Regions from separate parts of the Mus musculus genome. Here regions 2, 3, 4 and 5 are each linked to region 1. A link is a contact called in public Hi-C, HiChIP or PLAC-seq and promoter capture Hi-C data. All regions are on one chromosome and are shown on one strand. Each heading gives the region's core, a stretch centred on a gene start, on an enhancer-like site or on the middle of the called end of the contact. The rest is flanking DNA. Distances are from core to core; before and after follow the strand shown.

The links. Promoter capture Hi-C pulls out the DNA fragments that hold promoters and counts their contacts. A called contact is a pair of places that touch in the nucleus more often than the background predicts. HiChIP or PLAC-seq counts read pairs in DNA pulled down with a chosen protein or histone mark. Capture Hi-C pulls out chosen DNA fragments and counts their contacts.
Region 2: a Hi-C map of CD8 T cells shows a contact between it and region 1, with 6 times the contacts expected there. The contact joins the promoter of Mthfsd here to the promoter of Zdhhc7 in region 1. A contact is called at or near these places in 1 of 39 promoter capture datasets (pre-B cells), 3 of 484 Hi-C or Micro-C datasets (CD4 T cells, CD8 T cells and regulatory T cells) and 1 of 9 other capture datasets (adipose tissue).
Region 3: a promoter capture Hi-C map of liver shows a contact between it and region 1, with 2.4 times the contacts expected there. The contact joins the promoter of Car5a here to the promoter of Zdhhc7 in region 1. A contact is called at or near these places in 1 of 39 promoter capture datasets (liver) and 2 of 9 other capture datasets (adipose tissue and liver).
Region 4: a promoter capture Hi-C map of liver shows a contact between it and region 1, with 4 times the contacts expected there. The contact joins the promoter of Zcchc14 here to the promoter of Zdhhc7 in region 1. A contact is called at or near these places in 2 of 39 promoter capture datasets (hippocampal neurons and liver) and 1 of 484 Hi-C or Micro-C datasets (embryonic stem cells).
Region 5: a contact with region 1 is called in an H3K27ac HiChIP or PLAC-seq map of microglia, with 5 times the contacts expected there. The contact joins the promoter of Slc7a5 here to the promoter of Zdhhc7 in region 1. A contact is called at or near these places in 2 of 39 promoter capture datasets (hippocampal neurons and liver) and 1 of 115 datasets of contacts at active chromatin or transcription factors (microglia).

The regions. Positions count from the first base shown.
Region 1 is chr8:120,099,617-120,102,892 of GRCm38.p6, reverse strand. It overlaps Zdhhc7 (zinc finger, DHHC domain containing 7), which reads left to right and starts at 1,421. Exons shown (of 8, transcript NM_133967.3): 1 at 1,421-1,801.
Region 2 is chr8:121,106,784-121,109,897 of GRCm38.p6, reverse strand. Mthfsd (methenyltetrahydrofolate synthetase domain containing) reads left to right here and starts at 1,561. Exons shown (of 9, transcript NM_001372381.1): 1 at 1,561-1,610; 2 at 2,925-3,028. The coding sequence starts at 1,595.
Region 3 is chr8:121,943,458-121,946,448 of GRCm38.p6, reverse strand. Car5a (carbonic anhydrase 5a, mitochondrial) reads left to right here and starts at 1,537. Exons shown (of 7, transcript NM_007608.2): 1 at 1,537-1,779. The coding sequence starts at 1,656.
Region 4 is chr8:121,650,507-121,653,410 of GRCm38.p6, reverse strand. Zcchc14 (zinc finger, CCHC domain containing 14) reads left to right here and starts at 1,478. Exons shown (of 13, transcript NM_080855.2): 1 at 1,478-1,686. The coding sequence starts at 1,510.
Region 5 is chr8:121,905,968-121,909,052 of GRCm38.p6, reverse strand. Slc7a5 (solute carrier family 7 (cationic amino acid transporter, y+ system), member 5) reads left to right here and starts at 1,367. Exons shown (of 10, transcript NM_011404.3): 1 at 1,367-1,987. The coding sequence starts at 1,447. BC048644 (cDNA sequence BC048644) reads right to left here and starts at 1,220. Exons shown (of 2, transcript NR_167716.1): 1 at 1,040-1,220.

The sequences.
Region 1 (3,276 bases), core at 172-2,671:
CTTGAAGTCCCTGTCTTTCTATTCTGCCTCAATTCCATTCAGGTCCGCCTCAGTGAACTGCTAAGCTCATCGGGGTTACCTACAAGTGCATGGCTATTTAGAGGTGTATGGGTAACTGAGGCATTGCCAACACTGAGAAGTCCACCCTAGCATGGGAAAACATGCTCATGACACAGCCTGCAAGGCTCCAGAAAGTCTCCTCTAACCAGCAACAGTGTACTCCTTACATGATCCACAAGACCTCCCGGGTCTTATGGGTGTCCTGAGCCCCGCTTTCCATCCTGAGGAAATAGCTACCTAGGGCAGGCCAAACAAGAGGCACCTGAAAGGTTGGTACCATAGTGAGTATATGGATGCACAAGACGTAACCACAAAAGGGGCTACAGAGCCTGCGAGTCTGCTTAGAGGTGGTCCTTCCAGAAAACCTAGGTTTGGTTTCTTAGCACCCATAAGCCAACTCAAAACTGCTTACGCCAGTTCCAGGGTATCTAAATGCCCTCCTCGAGCATGCACGTGGTACACAGATATATATATGCGGGCAGAACACCCACAGACATAAGAATTAAAGAAAGAATTAAATAAGATTAAAAAGATGTAACCATAATTTTTCAAACCCAAAAGATGCTTTTTTTTTTTTCAAGATGGCATTACTATATAGTCTAGAGTGGTCTCGAACTCCGAATCCTCCTGCCTCAGCCTCCTGAGTGCTGGGACTTAGGCGTGCACTTCCATGCCTAAACTTAAAAGCTGTAATTTTGGAGCAGTTAATCTAATGCACCCTTATTTCCAAAAATCTGGCTCGAATAGCAGTTTCTGGGCGCGGGGACAGGAAACCCAGCGAAGATGGCGTGCGTACCCCAATGGGCTAGATCCCGGAGCTGTCATTATAGCCCTTTTTAGTATCACAGCACACCTTGCGTTTGCCAGTTTAACTACCAAACACTTCTCTGCCCTGGACAAATTGTGCTAAGTCTGTCAGGGGACTCAAGAGGCAGGGGACGGGTGAAGGTTATAAAAACACTCGTTTCTACCTCCGCAAAACTCTGGCCGGTCATCAGGAAGGGGTCGCAGCGACGCTCCAGCGACCTGGGCATGGAGGTGTGCAAGCCTGGACCCAGGAGTCCCATCTCCGGTCCAGGGCGCTGCCTCGGGCTCCCAAACGCCCTCTGGCTCAGTTGCTTCCACCCCCGCGCCTCTATCCTTCATCTCCGTAGTTCTCCCTCCTCCACCTGGCACCGACATCCTTAAAAAGAGAATCGGAGTCGCCACAAACTTCATCTATGTATGGTGCGGCGGGAAGCCTTATCGAGTGCTCTCGAACGGCAACGCGGCGTGGCCCTCGCGGCGCCCCGTAGGCACTGATTTCTCTTCCGGGCCACCCTTCCCGGGGGATCTCCGTTTAGTAGTCTTGCCGTAGATGCTGCTGCCTCTCCTCCAAGAACCGCCGAGTTCTTGGAAGCCCGGTCTTGGATGAAATCGCCAGAGCCTCCCCGCGATCCGCCTCCCGGAAGCCCCGGGCGGCGCGACCGGAAGGACGCAGGCGCAGCGTCTTGACCTCGGCCTGGTCCAGTTCCGGGGTCGTTCGGCTCGGCTGTGCCAGTTCGGCGTCGGGCTCCCGCTTCTGCTGGGGCTGCTGCCTCTCGCCCACCGGCCCGGCCGGCCCGAGCAGCGCGGAACCGAGCCGGATCCGGGTCCACCCGGCCCGGCCATGAGCGCTGCCGCATGATGCGTCGCCGCCCGCGCCGTTGCAGCCGCCGGCCACCAGGAGCCTCAGCACTGGGCGACCCCGCCCGGGCCTCGGGTGAGTGCGGGGAGAGCGGCGGCCGCGACCCCGGGCGGCTCCCCGCCGCCTCCGCGCTGCGGTCCCCTCGGGGGCTCTCCAGTCTCCTCTGCGGACCCCGCAGGATCGAGCCCCATTTGCACCTGCAGCCTTTTGCCTGACCTTGGGCGCTCCAGAGCTAACGTCAGGGTGGCTGTCATAAAGTGCTGTCACCGGTCTGCGAGCTGTCAAGTTTTTTTATGGTCATGCTTCGTCGCAGGTCTGTCTTCCCAAGGCCTCTGTTGTCTCTCTTTAGCGGGACTCTTCTGTTCTTTGCCGGTCTCCCTTCTCTTCCCCCCTGCCCCTGGCCATGGTGTTAGGAGGGTAGTTACCCGGAAGGGCATCTGGGATAATCGGGTCAGCTTTCAGGGCAATAAGGTTCAACTCTATTGAGCTGTCATTATTTCTAGAACTAAGTCCCTTCTAGCTATTAAATAGGCACATTTTATTAGCTCGTGAACAGCCAGTTTATTGTGGCAATTAAATTGGAGTAGTCATAGTTGCAGCAGTCTGCACTGTAGCGGCTTTCACTGGTGTGTGTGGCGCTGTCCAAATCCAAGCTACAGTCTGCTTTGCAATCAGTCCCCTTAGTGAGGGAGTACACTTGTGTTTATTTTACTGCCTTGGGAGAGAGGTCATTTATATTTCTTGGTAAATCTGCCCAGCACACCACTCTGATCTTTCCAAAGTTGTTTATAACTTTCACTTAATTCATGCTACATTTAGAAACAACAACAAAAAAAGATACCTTGTGATACTTGCCCCTGCAGAAGTGGTTAAAGAGAAAGGTTCTTGGAGGTATTTTACAAAATGGGCTAATGGGAGTGTTAATTTCATTTTTTGAACGTTGCACAAAATAGACAGGTTGGGGGTGTTGAAACTGTGTTGTGTACTCTGTGGAGTTACTGGTAAGGAGTTACTGGCTTCTGGGCTGAGAGTGGGAAAAAGTGAAGAGATAATTTCACTCAGAATTTGTTCAACAGCACTTGACTCTTGAGTGTCTGGGCGCTTGGTCGGTTGATATACTTAAAAATAAAACTCTAAGCTGGATGTAATGGGTGCACACCTTTAATCCCAGCATTTGGGAGGCAGAGACAGGAGGATTTCTGAGTTCAAGGCCAGCCTGTTCTACAGAGTGAGTTCCAGGACAGTGAGGGCAACACAGAGAAACCATGTCTCAAAACAACAACAACAAACAAACAAATTAGAACTCTGTGGCTTTGCTGCTCATCATGCCTTAAAATCAAGCCCTTTTTAAGAATGGAAGAGAAGGCAGGTATAGCCCCAGCATCCAAGAGGTAGAGGTGAGAGGATTGAAAGTTCGGACCTACCCCAAGCAAAGCAAAACAAGATGGGAAAGGACCCAAGCTAATGGGGTGGTCCTCAGTTCAGAAGTGTATGTGAAGTGAAAGGACAGGCAAGATTGTGTACTCTCATTGAAATTATTACTTTCTCAC
Region 2 (3,114 bases), core at 312-2,811, 1.0 Mb before region 1:
AGAGGCACCCATGTTAAAGTTTAAAAATAAAAATCTGGGTATGTCAGTGTGCACTTGAAAATCTAGCAAAGACAGGCTGATTCCTGGCAGTGGGTCAGAAAACAAGCTGGGTGGCTCTTGAGGGTGTCACCAGCTTCTTCACACCTGCACACATAGGAAGCATGACTCCAAAACACACACACACACACACACACACACACACACACACACACACACGCAAGAACATGCAAGCTGAGGTGCGGTGACACTGGGCTGTACTCCTAGCACATGGGAGTTTGGGAGGTTGAGGCAGGAGGATTGTGAGTTCAAGGTCAGGACAGAGTACAACCCTGTCTCAAAACACCTAAAGGAACAGGAAGAGACAGAAGAAAGGAAGAAATGAGGGAGGAAGAGGAAGAGAAAAAGGAAGCTGGGGTTGGGGAAGGGCAGGAAAGGCAAACATTAGCCAGGCATGGTGGCTCACAACTTCACAGCCCTTGGGAGAAGAGACAAGTGGGTCTGTGGTTTCAAGGCCAGCCAGGGCTGCATAGTCAGACCCTGTCTCAAAAAAAAAAAAAAAAAAAGTGTACTAATCATTTTGGTGATTAGTGGGCAGGAAGGACTGAGTGCTAACAATCTCTAACCAACCGGGGAATCCGTGAAGATGGCACCCATGACGCCACCTTTCTCAGGTACAGGGCAGTTCAGGGAAGCCTTGTCTGTTCAAGGTGCAAAGGCAAAGCTGCAAAACAGACACTAGCTGCCCTTACATCCCCCAATCAGACAATAGCTGCCCTCACATCCCCCAATCAGAGGCTAGGATGTGTGGAGCTGAGTGGCCAGTGCAGACTTGTACATCCTTAGCCCAACAGATGCTCCAAATGCACAGTATGCTGACTACAAGCATTGGGAACACACACACACACACACACACACACACACACACAAAATCGACCAAGCTGTCCCTGACTTACAACCCTCTTCATTTCAGGAGTGCCTTTCCTTTATAAACAGTCTTTATTTTTATGTCTAACCACGTGTTCCTGGTACAATTCATGGTACAGAAAAGAAAGTTGGAAACCCTAGATCCACTCCTATAAACAGGTTTCCTTGTTAACCTTGAATTTCAAGGGATGTTTCTATAGGTACTATACATACTCGCACACACACACACAGAGCTTGTGAAGCTCAAAAGACAACTTTCGGGAGTCATTTTTCTCCTTTTACCCTGTGTGGGTCCTGAGAATCGAACTCAAGTTGTCAGGCTTAGCAACAAGCGCCTTTATCTCGCTGAACCATCTCGTCCGCCCTAGAGTGTTATATGTTCCATACGGTATAAATGTATGCGTGTTGTGTGCGTGTGTGTCTCGGGAAATCCTGGGCATCCGCGTTGCAAGGCAGTTCCAGCGGTGACCTCTGGTCCTCTAATGCGTCGGTGCTACTACTGCAGGGAACCCCAAACCCAGAACGGGAGTCCGCCCACTGCACCAACCGCGCGTGCGCGAACCTTGCGGGTCACTAGCTTCAGTGCGCAGGTGCAGCACGAAGCGCTGGCGTCTGGCGTCACTAGCGCGCGGGGACATGCTACGGGGCGTCGCTCGGTGACGTGTTAGCCATGGAGACCCAGGAGGGTGAGGAAGACCGAGGGTGATGGGGAAACCGAGGCTGGGACGGCGCGGTTGTTCCCGTGGTCCGCATGCGTGGGGGAGGACGCGGCTCGGCCTGGTACGGCTGGGACGCCGAGGCTGGCAGCCGGGAGGGAGGATCAGTCCCATCCTCGCCTTGCTTGGCTGGACAGGTTTTAGCCAGCCAGGCTGGGGAGGTCGCGCAGCGGCGGCGAGCACTCGCCCAGCAGGCACCCGGCCCGCGCTGCAAAGCGTTCTCGACAAGTGCACCGGCCGCGAAAGTAGGGAAGGCAACCATTGCTGGTCAGTGGGGTCTGCTGGTGCAAACGCTGTGATACCAGCAGGAGAGAGAGGGAGGAAGGGAGAGAGAGGAGAGAAGTGAAAGAGGAGAGCGAGCGGGAGAGGAAGGGAGGGAGGTGGAGAAGAGAGGAGGGAGAAAGGCCCAGCAAGCCTATGCGGTGACTCACAAGTCCAGTTCCACGGGAAGGGACCCAGTGCCCTCCCGCACCTGCATGCACACCCCGCCGGTTCGGTTGCTGGCGGTGCACATATACAATAAATACATCTTTGTGCTTTGTTTTGTTTTGTTTTCTTCGAGTCAGGGTTCCTCTGTGTAATCCTGGCTGCCCTAGAATTCACTCTGTATTTCAGGCTGGCCTCAAAATTTAGAGATTTAGAGCGCCTCTGCCTCCCAAGAGCTCGGATTAAAGGCTTGCACCAGCTATAAATATCAAGGAAGACAAATGTACTTTCTATACGCCTGCCTTGTGAGGTTTGTAAGGTCATTTGTAAGATTTAACAGTTTAAAGGACATGTTGGGAGTGTGGCTCAGTGATAGTGTTCTTGCTTAGCACACTTAAAGCCCCAGGTGTGACCCACTGGATCACTAACTAGTTCAAAAGATGACCTTCTAGCCAGACCTGGTGGCACACCCGTAACCTCACTATTTGGGGGCTGAAGGAAGAGCACTTAAAGGTTCAAGCCCCATTTTGATCAGAGAGACACCCTGCCTCAAAAAGGTGTGTAGCTCACTCGTAGAGAGCTTGCCTGGGATGCAGGAACCCCTAGCACTGCCGAGGAAAGACTACAGATTGATTTACAGTTGGTTTCAGTGTGTTCCAGCTTCCTAGCAGAAATGAAGGTGCTTCTCTCAACTGGCCAGGGAGCTCGAGGGAAAACTAATACTTTTGGTTATCTTAAGCTGGTCTGACTCGGTCGCAAATTCCTATGCAAGTGGTGTCACAGTGGCAGGTATAGATGTGCCCACGTGCATTATGGGATTGCTTCTTAGCAGTACGTCACAGTCCTTCCTTCTTGTAGGTGTCTCCAAACAAAGCATACGTGAACGGATTTGGGACTACATGGAATCCCATGATATAGCTGACTTTCCCCGACCCGTTCATCACAGGATCCCCAACTTCAAGGTACAGAAGTGTCCCTGGCATTGTTAGAAAGGGATTAGGCTATTTGTGCCAGTGACATAGCTCCACTGCTTTCTGGTGGGACGGAT
Region 3 (2,991 bases), core at 288-2,787, 1.8 Mb before region 1:
ACACAGTGTCAGGGGCTGTCAGGGAACCAGGAAACAAGAAGGTAGCTTAAGGAAATAAAAGGAGTTTATCTGTGCCTGCAAGATGACCCACCTGGTGAAGATGATTGCCTGGTGGCTCTGGGACACACGCTGGCAGACAGAAGTGATTCCCACAAGTTGTCCTCTGCCCTCAACATGTGTCTGCATGCATGTGCACAAAGAAATAAGATGTACTTTAGATGTTTATTCCTTTTGGAAAATCAATTTATTGATTATATAACTGAATGTAAAAATAATAATAATAAAGGCTGCAAGGCAGGGTGGCACTCGCCTTTAATCCTGGCACCTGGGAGGCAGCGGCAGGAGAGCTCTGTGAGTTCGAGGCCAGCCTGGTCTACAGAGCGAGTTCCATGATGTGAGTCTGATGTCACGGATGCCAGGCCTTATATCCACAAAGTACAGATGACTAGGATGAAGGGTGAATGAGCTGTGGGCACCAGAGAGGGAAAGAGGGAAGGGGAGAGAGAGAGAGAGAGAGAGAGAGAGAGAGAGAGAGAGAGAGAGGGAGAGAGAGAGAGAGAGAGAGAGAGAGGAGAAGAGGAAAGGAATTGTGCTTCATATTTTTGTATTGTTTTCAATTTTTGCACTATATATGTATATATACATATGTGTGTATGTATATGTGTGTGTGTGTGTGTGTATATATATATATATATATATATATATATATATATATAAAATTTGAGAAAAGGTTTCATTGTGTAGCCCTGGCTCTCCTAGAACTCACCCTGTAGACCAGGCTGGCCTCGAACTCAGAAATCTGCCTGCCTCTCCCTCCCAAGTGCTGGAATTAAAAGTGTGTGCCACCACTGCCCGGCCAGACTCCAATTTTAAAGCAACAGCAGTGGTGGAAGATCTTACACACACGCCACCCATCCCTGTGGGCTCCTTTGGAAAAAAGCATTGGAGGATGGACAGACTGCTCCTCCAGTCAGAAAGAGGCTCCCTGGGGCTGACCCAAAATTCCAAGTGTCATAGCCAGAGCCACCAAATAGAAGTTGTCCCTACGTGGACCCTTCATGCATGAGAAGAACACTGTTGACATCCATGGCAAACCTCTGGGCAGGACCCAGGGCATCCTGTCTCAGGGGAATACATTGGAATCAAGGCTGCGGAGATGGGCCCCAGGAACCTCCAGCTTCCCTCAGCAATCGGGACACCCGGTCACAGCCCCACTCAGCCAAGGCACTGTGCCTCCACCCCTCCTTATGCTCTTGAACCTGTCCTCTCCTGTCTTGTGTGACAGCTCTGTGCCTGCCCTACATGTCCCCAACACAGGGTCAATACTACAGGGGACAGGGACTTTGCCCTCACCCATCCTTCACATCCTTTCCTGCTGCTCTTGGGGGACCCATGTCAAGTTTAGCACTCTGGCAGGCTTGCCCAGCTGTTTACCAGGCCAAAGCAGTGACCAGAGTGGCCTGTTCCCAGCCAAGGCCACTGGGTCCCCAATCACCCACTCCTGAGCTGGGACAGGCAAGAGTTGAAATTTAACCACTAGGTTCAGAGGTTTTAATGAGTTCCTCAAAAGGACAGAGATGCACCTAACTCTGAGGTGGCCCTGACCAAAGCAAGGGCATACAGTGGGCCACTACCCCGTGCTGCTCAGAGCCAAGATGCTCAGGAGAGACCCCCGCAAGCCCTTAGCCATCCTCAGGCATGTGGGACTTCTCTGTGCCACAGGGCCACAGCGCTGGCGTTTCCAGCATTCCTGTGCAGAGGAACACAGCAACTGTGCCCGTAAGTAGATTCTCATACTGTCCCAGGTGAGATTTAATGGTGGTGCAGTCTTAGGGTGGCTTTAAGAGGCAACATGGTTGGCTTCCGTTCTGATTTGTACAATATCTCTGGTATCTGGTGATCCCAAGTGAGTCATTTAACTCTGTGTAACTCGGGGGCTAAAGGGACTAAGAGGTATTGCAAATAACTAGGGCATGCTCCAAGCCTCCAGCTGGGCCCAAGATGCTTCTGGACATTTGAACTGCCCAAACTGCAGATTTTGGGTTTTAGCATTTGGAAGGGCCAGGCCCGGAGGCCTTCCTGTAGACGAAAGGTGACCTTTGAGAGCTTGAGTAAATGGCCTGCCTCCTTAAACCTCGGTTTCCACATCCACAGGGCAGGCAAGATGGATGCTGTCTGCAGCATCCGGTGGGAAGGCAGTGGGAAGCCCGGTGCACACAGGCTCCTCTGTTCATCCCAGGGTGCCCAGCCTCACACAAACCCCAGGACTGCCCGAGAAGCTGCCAGGCCTGGAGGGTGGGTGGGCAAGCAGCTCTTGCAACCCTGACAGCCTGGTTGCTGAGTGCCCAAAGCCCAGAGACTAGACTAGCAGCGGGAGAGGCTCAAGGCTCCAAGGTCCAAGAACTGGCTGCCCACCACCCTGGGTTTTCGGGCTCACGGCTCTCAGGTTGGAGGCTCGTGGCTCTGAGCTTTAACCCCGGCACTTGGCATCTGCTGTAGCCCTTGGCTCTGACCAGCAGTGAGCAGCCGCAGACAGCACTTGCTAGTGTTACTGTGCAGGAATGTGCCTAGGGTTAGGGATCTTCAGCTCACGACAGGAGTGTGTCAGCTGTAGGTGCCATGCCTACAGTGTCTGAAATTTCACCCTTAAGGTTTGGCAGCTCTCTGGAACTCATCTGGTGACCGAGGCTGGCAGCCTCTTACCTTCCATCTTCATAAGGCCTAATGTCACCAGTGTCCCAACCTGGACACTCTGGGACTCTTCAGCTGTCCTCCTAAGGCAGCTGTGGACACTCCTATCAATACTGCTACCTTCTCCCCTCCCCCCTGCCATACACACACACACACACACACACACACACACACACACACACACACACTCACACACCTCTTACCTGCTCATCCCAAACACAAGGTCACCTGAGAGAAGCCTTCCACACCCCACCCTACCCCAGATGGTGTTTCTGTGTAGTCCTGGCTGTCCTGGGACTC
Region 4 (2,904 bases), core at 229-2,728, 1.6 Mb before region 1:
CTCTCAGCAGCCCCCCGGGAGGGTATTATTACCCGCATCTTCCCCGGGAGGCGCAAGGGGCTCGGAGAGAAATCACGATTCGCCCAAGGTCACACAGCTCGGGTGGGCAGATCAGAGGGAAGTCCGGAGCCGGTGGTGCTTCTGGGCCCATCGCCGCCTCCTTGCCGTCACGTTCATGAATAAAGCACCGAGGCCCAACGCCCGGCTTTGCCCAAAAAACAAGGCTCCGGGCTAATCTGAGGGAACAAAAGCGCCTAAAATTCCATCCCGAGTTTTCCACCACGCCGATTCCCACCGACCAATCCCCTAGCGCCGGTCCGCAGGGGGCGGGCACAGGCGGACCCGACGTGATCGACAGTCCATCTCTGAGGCGGCGCCTAGACTTCGACCAATCCTACGGAGCTGCCGAAACGAGCCGTCGCGCAGGACAGGCGGCCTGGCCAATTGGCGTGGGGGGGCGGGCTCGGACAGCCCGGGCTGTCGCGAGAGGCGGCCACCCCGCCCACTCCGCTGGCCGCGGCTGCCCGTGCTCGCGAGCGCGCTCTGCTCAGCTCCGACGGCCCGGGCCGCGATCCGTCCGCGGGTCCCGCTGGATCCCTCCGCCGCGCCAGGCCCGTCCGGGCGCCGCGCCCAGCCTCGCAGCGGGTAACGGCCGGCCTGGGCGCAAGCACAGGAGGCGGCATGGCCGGGGCGGCTCCGTCGGGGGGCGGCCCGCACTGACAGACCCTGCGGCGCGCGGGGAGATGGGGGCGGCCGCCTCCCGGGCGACGACGACGACGACGAGGAGCGGCCGCCGCCGCTGCCGCGCACCGGCCGCCGCTGGGGACGGGCGCGGGCAGGGCGCCTCCCCGTGAGCGGCGGCCCCGAGGCCGCTCGCCGTCCCCGGCCGCCCGGGCCGCGGCCCCGGCTCCGGCCGCCGCGGGGCCCCTGGCGGGCGGCTCCCCCGGCCCGCGCGCGCCCGGCCCGCGCCCCGTTCGCGCGCGCGCGGCCTCGCCCGGCGCCCGGCCGCGGCCCTGCGCGCCCCCCGGCCGCCCGCGCGCTGCTCCCGGGCCCGGCGGCGGCGGCGGCGGCGGCGGCGGGCGCGGCGCGGGCGGCAGCATGGTGGAGAAGCGTTGCCCGTTGCAGAGGGACGGCGTGTACCGCTGGTTCTCTGAACTGCCGTCGCCGCAGCGTGTGGAGTTCCTGTGCGGCCTGCTGGACCTGTGCATCCCGCTCGAGTTGCGCTTCCTCGGCTCGTGCCTGGAGGACTTGGCACGCAAGGACTACCATTCGCTGCGCGACTCGGAGATCAAGGCCAACAACCCGGCCGACCTGGGCAGCCTCACCAACCTGACGGACGAGGTGGTGCGCAGCAAGCTGCTGGTGTCGCTGGCCCTGCTGGGCTCGGAGCAGCGCGAGGCGGCGGGCGTCTTGTACCGCACGCTCACGCACACCGACTCCATCATCCACAACTACGGGCTGCAGCTCAACGAGGGTCGCACGGGCGATGAGTTCCTCCTGCTCTTCACCATGGCCTCTAACCACCCGGCCTTCAGCTTCCACCAGAAGCAGGTGCTGCGCCAGGAGCTCACACAGATCCAGAGCAGCCTGAACAGCGGCGGTGGCGGCGGCGGCGGCGGTGGTGGCGGTGGCAAGAGCGCGCCCGGGCCCAGCGGCGCGCTGCCCACCTGCTCGGCTTGCCACAAGGTGAGCGCAAGCGCGCGCGGTGGGGCAGCGCGGCTGGGGTCCTTTACCGGCCAGCCTGGAGATGACCTACTAAGGGACCCGGAGGCCTGCGTCAGCGCGCGGCCCCCTTTGTGTGTTCGGTGTCACGGCCCAGGCTGGGGACACGAGAAGGCCTTTGTCCTGTCAATCCCGGTTCTTAGGTGACATAACACTCAACGATATGTCCACTTGCACCGACCTGGAACCTGGGCGCAGGTGGGCCCTGCCACCTGCCTGTCTGGGTCAGGTGTCCCCGGGCGTGCATGGCAGGGGTACGATGTACAGGAACCCGTGTCTGCGTGTGCGATCGTGGGGGTTGTGCACGCTGCTAAGCGTGTCTGTCTGGAGAGCCTGGCTCTTGACAGGGGCTTTGCAGCCTCAGCGGGTCTGCGGGTATGCTGTCAGTGGTGATCCACCATCGGGGAGAACCCAAGCTCACTGAGGTGGGATCTGGTCTTAGGATGATAATGTCAGCTTGCTGGGCAGGAAGGGCAGCTTGACTGTCCACTCAGAAATGCCAGCTGTGGCCCGAATGTTTGAGGACTGGTAAAGCACGTGGTTCTCGTGGAAGCTGAAGGCTGGGTGGTTGGGGGCCATGGTGACTAGCAGATGGAGTTCATTTCTTTAGTATCCATCCCTCTCAGCTGCAGCCCGGAGTTGTGGATGATGGAGTCGGTGTGCATTTGGGCCTTTGGAGGCCGGCAGCAGCCCTGGAGCCAAGAACCCAGGTTTCTTGTGAGAGAAAGGCTCACCAGTGCCAAGGGCCATTGAGGTCCCACACCATGTCCTTGGTAGTCAGAGGCCACATCCGGGCCTCCTGCCCAGCTGCTCCACAGTCTGAGCCTTTTGAAGTTTAAACTCTTAACTCAGCTTCCCCTGTCCAAGGTGAACAAGGTGAGGTCGTCGGGGCTTCCGTCGGTTTTTCTTTCAGCTCTCTTTGAACCTTGAGTTGTGGCTTCTTTTTAATGTCTTCCTCTAAGAAGTGGTTGTGGTTCCTGAATGGGTTTCTGTGGCGTCTTATCTTTTCACTGACGTTTGCCTCTGAGACTTCGGTTAGCTTTTTGGGTTTTTCTTCTTCTTTTTTCTTACATACATACACTTTGCCACCTCACTTCCCTCTTGCATGCGAGGCAACTGTCAACAAGAAAGGCAGGGCCCAAGGAAAGTTAAGTTCTTCAGGCCAGCCAGCTGTCACCTCTC
Region 5 (3,085 bases), core at 118-2,617, 1.8 Mb before region 1:
GGGTTGGGGGAGGTAGCTCCAGTGACCCTTGGAGTCTTTGGCTGAACACCTCCCCGACATGGGCTTCCAAGGGGCAGCTCTGGCATTCTTGGCTGCAGCAGTAGATCCAAAGATGGGGAGAAGTTTGAATTTCTTCATTGGTCATGCCTCAGCAGTGGGGAAGGCTTGGCAGACTGGACAGTTTAGCAGAGCATACAGGGCTCTGTATCCTTACAAGTCTGAAGGTTCTTAAATTAAGCCCCCCCCCCCACCTTCCCTTCTGCTTGTCTGTGAGTTTTCCTGGGGACTCCTTTGGACAGAAAATGGAACAGCTGGTGAAAAGGAGGGGGTCTTGGGGCTCCTGGACTTATCTTGACCAATGAAATTTTCCAAGCGTACCATCAGCTCAAATTACACAGCCCATACCACGAGGGCTTGAACCCACTTCCTTGAGCTCACCGGTGGGCGTCACGAAGATGCCAGAGCTGATAATGGTGCCCACGATGATGGCACCAGGCCTGGGATGCTGAACCTTCCAGATGTGTGACCACATTATCTCAAAAACCCTCTTACCTAAGATTTCCTAAGAATGACAACCTAAAGCCCTTTCACCCTACAGTAGATTGGGTTGGTTCCCTTCTAAAACTTGCTTCTCCAGATTGGGTGTACCACTAATCGAGCTTTTGTCAAGACCCTCCTTGGGACCAGATGGATATCTAAGTCCAGGAGTAAGCTGGCTACCATTCTGGTCTATTCTTCCGTTTCCTCCAGAGCTGACGGATCATTTCGCCCTCAGACTCGTTTCCTCTGGACCAAGTTGGACTATAGGGGTGCCTCACCCCACAACCCACCCCCACTTATCCTAGATAAGATATTTATCCTTCATCTCCCAGACGCACAGGATATGCACACTGGAGGAAGCGGAGATAAACACCCGCGAGGCAGGGCCAGGATTCCGGGCAGGTGTTGGGACTATACACTGAGCCACCCCCCTTCCGGTGCTTTCTCCCTTGACAAGTCCTCTGCGCCGCCTGGGGCGGGAGAAGAAGCACGCCCTTACCAATCGGCCCTGACATCCTGCACAGGACTTGTGAGGAGGTGTGAGTCGACTCTCCACCCGCGTACAACATTCGGATCTTGTGAAACACGCCGCGATAAACCCATCAGTAGTCACGCCGCGTTAAACACATCAGTAGTCCTCAGTTTCAGGATCTTAACGCTCCACGTGCTCTAACAGACTTGGGGGCGGGGGCCCGCGAAGGAGGCGGGGTCGCGCGGGCTGAGGGGGCGGGGGCCTTTGCGAGCTGAACCAACAGCAGCGGCGATGGGCGGAGCCTGGAGGGCGGGTAACGGTAGAGATAAAAGGCCGCGCGGGCGGGGCGGACGCAGACGCACTTCTCAGTACGCGGAGAGCGGCTCGGCCGCGCGCACGCCGGGTATCCAGGCCGAGCCGGGAACGCCGAGAGCATGGCGGTCGCGGGCGCCAAGAGGCGCGCGGTTGCGACCCCGGCGGCGGCGGCGGCGGAGGAGGAGCGGCAGGCGCGGGAGAAGATGTTGGAGGCGCGGCGCGGGGACGGCGCGGACCCCGAGGGCGAAGGCGTGACCCTGCAGCGCAATATCACGCTGCTCAACGGTGTGGCCATCATCGTGGGCACCATCATCGGCTCTGGCATCTTCGTGACGCCCACCGGCGTGCTCAAGGAAGCGGGGTCGCCCGGACTGTCGCTCGTGGTGTGGGCTGTGTGCGGCGTCTTCTCCATCGTGGGCGCACTCTGCTACGCGGAGCTGGGCACCACCATCTCCAAGTCAGGCGGCGACTACGCCTACATGCTGGAGGTCTACGGCTCGTTGCCCGCCTTCCTCAAGCTCTGGATCGAGCTGCTCATCATTCGGCCCTCCTCGCAGTACATCGTGGCGCTGGTCTTCGCCACCTACTTGCTCAAGCCGGTCTTCCCCACTTGTCCGGTGCCCGAGGAAGCTGCCAAGCTCGTGGCCTGCCTCTGCGTGCGTAAGTAGGGGTCCGGGCTGGGGTGGGGCCGGGCTGGGGCGGGGCCGGGTGGGCGCGAGCCAAGGTTCCTGCGTTTACAGCTCGGCAACACCCATCCCAGTATCCCTCCATCTGTCCATCCCTGAACCATCTCGGCAGTTCCAGGCTAAAGTCACAGGCCCCAGAACCCACGTGCGTTTCTTTAATCCATTCATAGTGTCTATGCTTTCGGGACAGCCCTCGCGAGACCTCAGTGGGTCGCGGCTCTGACCCCGCGGCAGGCATCCCGCTTCCCGACCTGAATTCTAAGTACGAGAGATCTACTCTGTCCCGGGTGAGAGCAATACACTCCCTGCCTTCAGCAAAGCACCACGTGGAGTGGCAGATATGCCAGTTTCCTGTTTCAGCTTCAGTTGCTGACTGGTTGCTAAGAGGGAAATTGCAGTTTAAAAAAAAAAATCACTTATGTTCTTAAAACCGGCCTATCAGGAATCAGTGAACTGGCTGACTCATAAGAAAACAGTAGTAATAAATTTGTGTGTGGTAGTGATGGCTGCTTGCTCGTTTAAGATGAGTAGCGGAATCGTGTAAAGCCTGCCTGTCAGTAAAGGACTAAAAGAAACTCGGCTGCAGACAGACGACAGTCTGTGTGGGTGGGCTTGAGGGGTCCCAAGATGTGCCAGGTAACAGCTGTTGAGTGTAGCCTTTATGGGACGCATAGGTCAAGACGGATTGATTTCTGCTTTCAAAAACAGTTGTGTGATTTTTCAGGACTGGGGGAAAATGATCGTTTGAAGCAAATGCCACATGATTTGGTGGTGGAGAGCAACCTGGAAATAAATCATGCTACTTTCAAAATTACAGATGAGTTCAGGCAGCTAAGACCGATGTATCTGTTTGTTTTGAGAGCTGTGTTGATAGTGCACACAGAGAGGGTGATGGGGAGGTGGGCTAGACTTGGTTGTGAGCCATGGAAGTCCGGGGCTGCTGTTAGCACTGGGGCCACTGCTCGATGCCAGTGCCTGTTTTGGCTTTGGCCCTGAGACTGTCTCCTGTTATCAGACCCAGCCGGGTGTGCCCTTCAATTCTGAGACCACCCACTCTGCTCTGTAGTGCCAG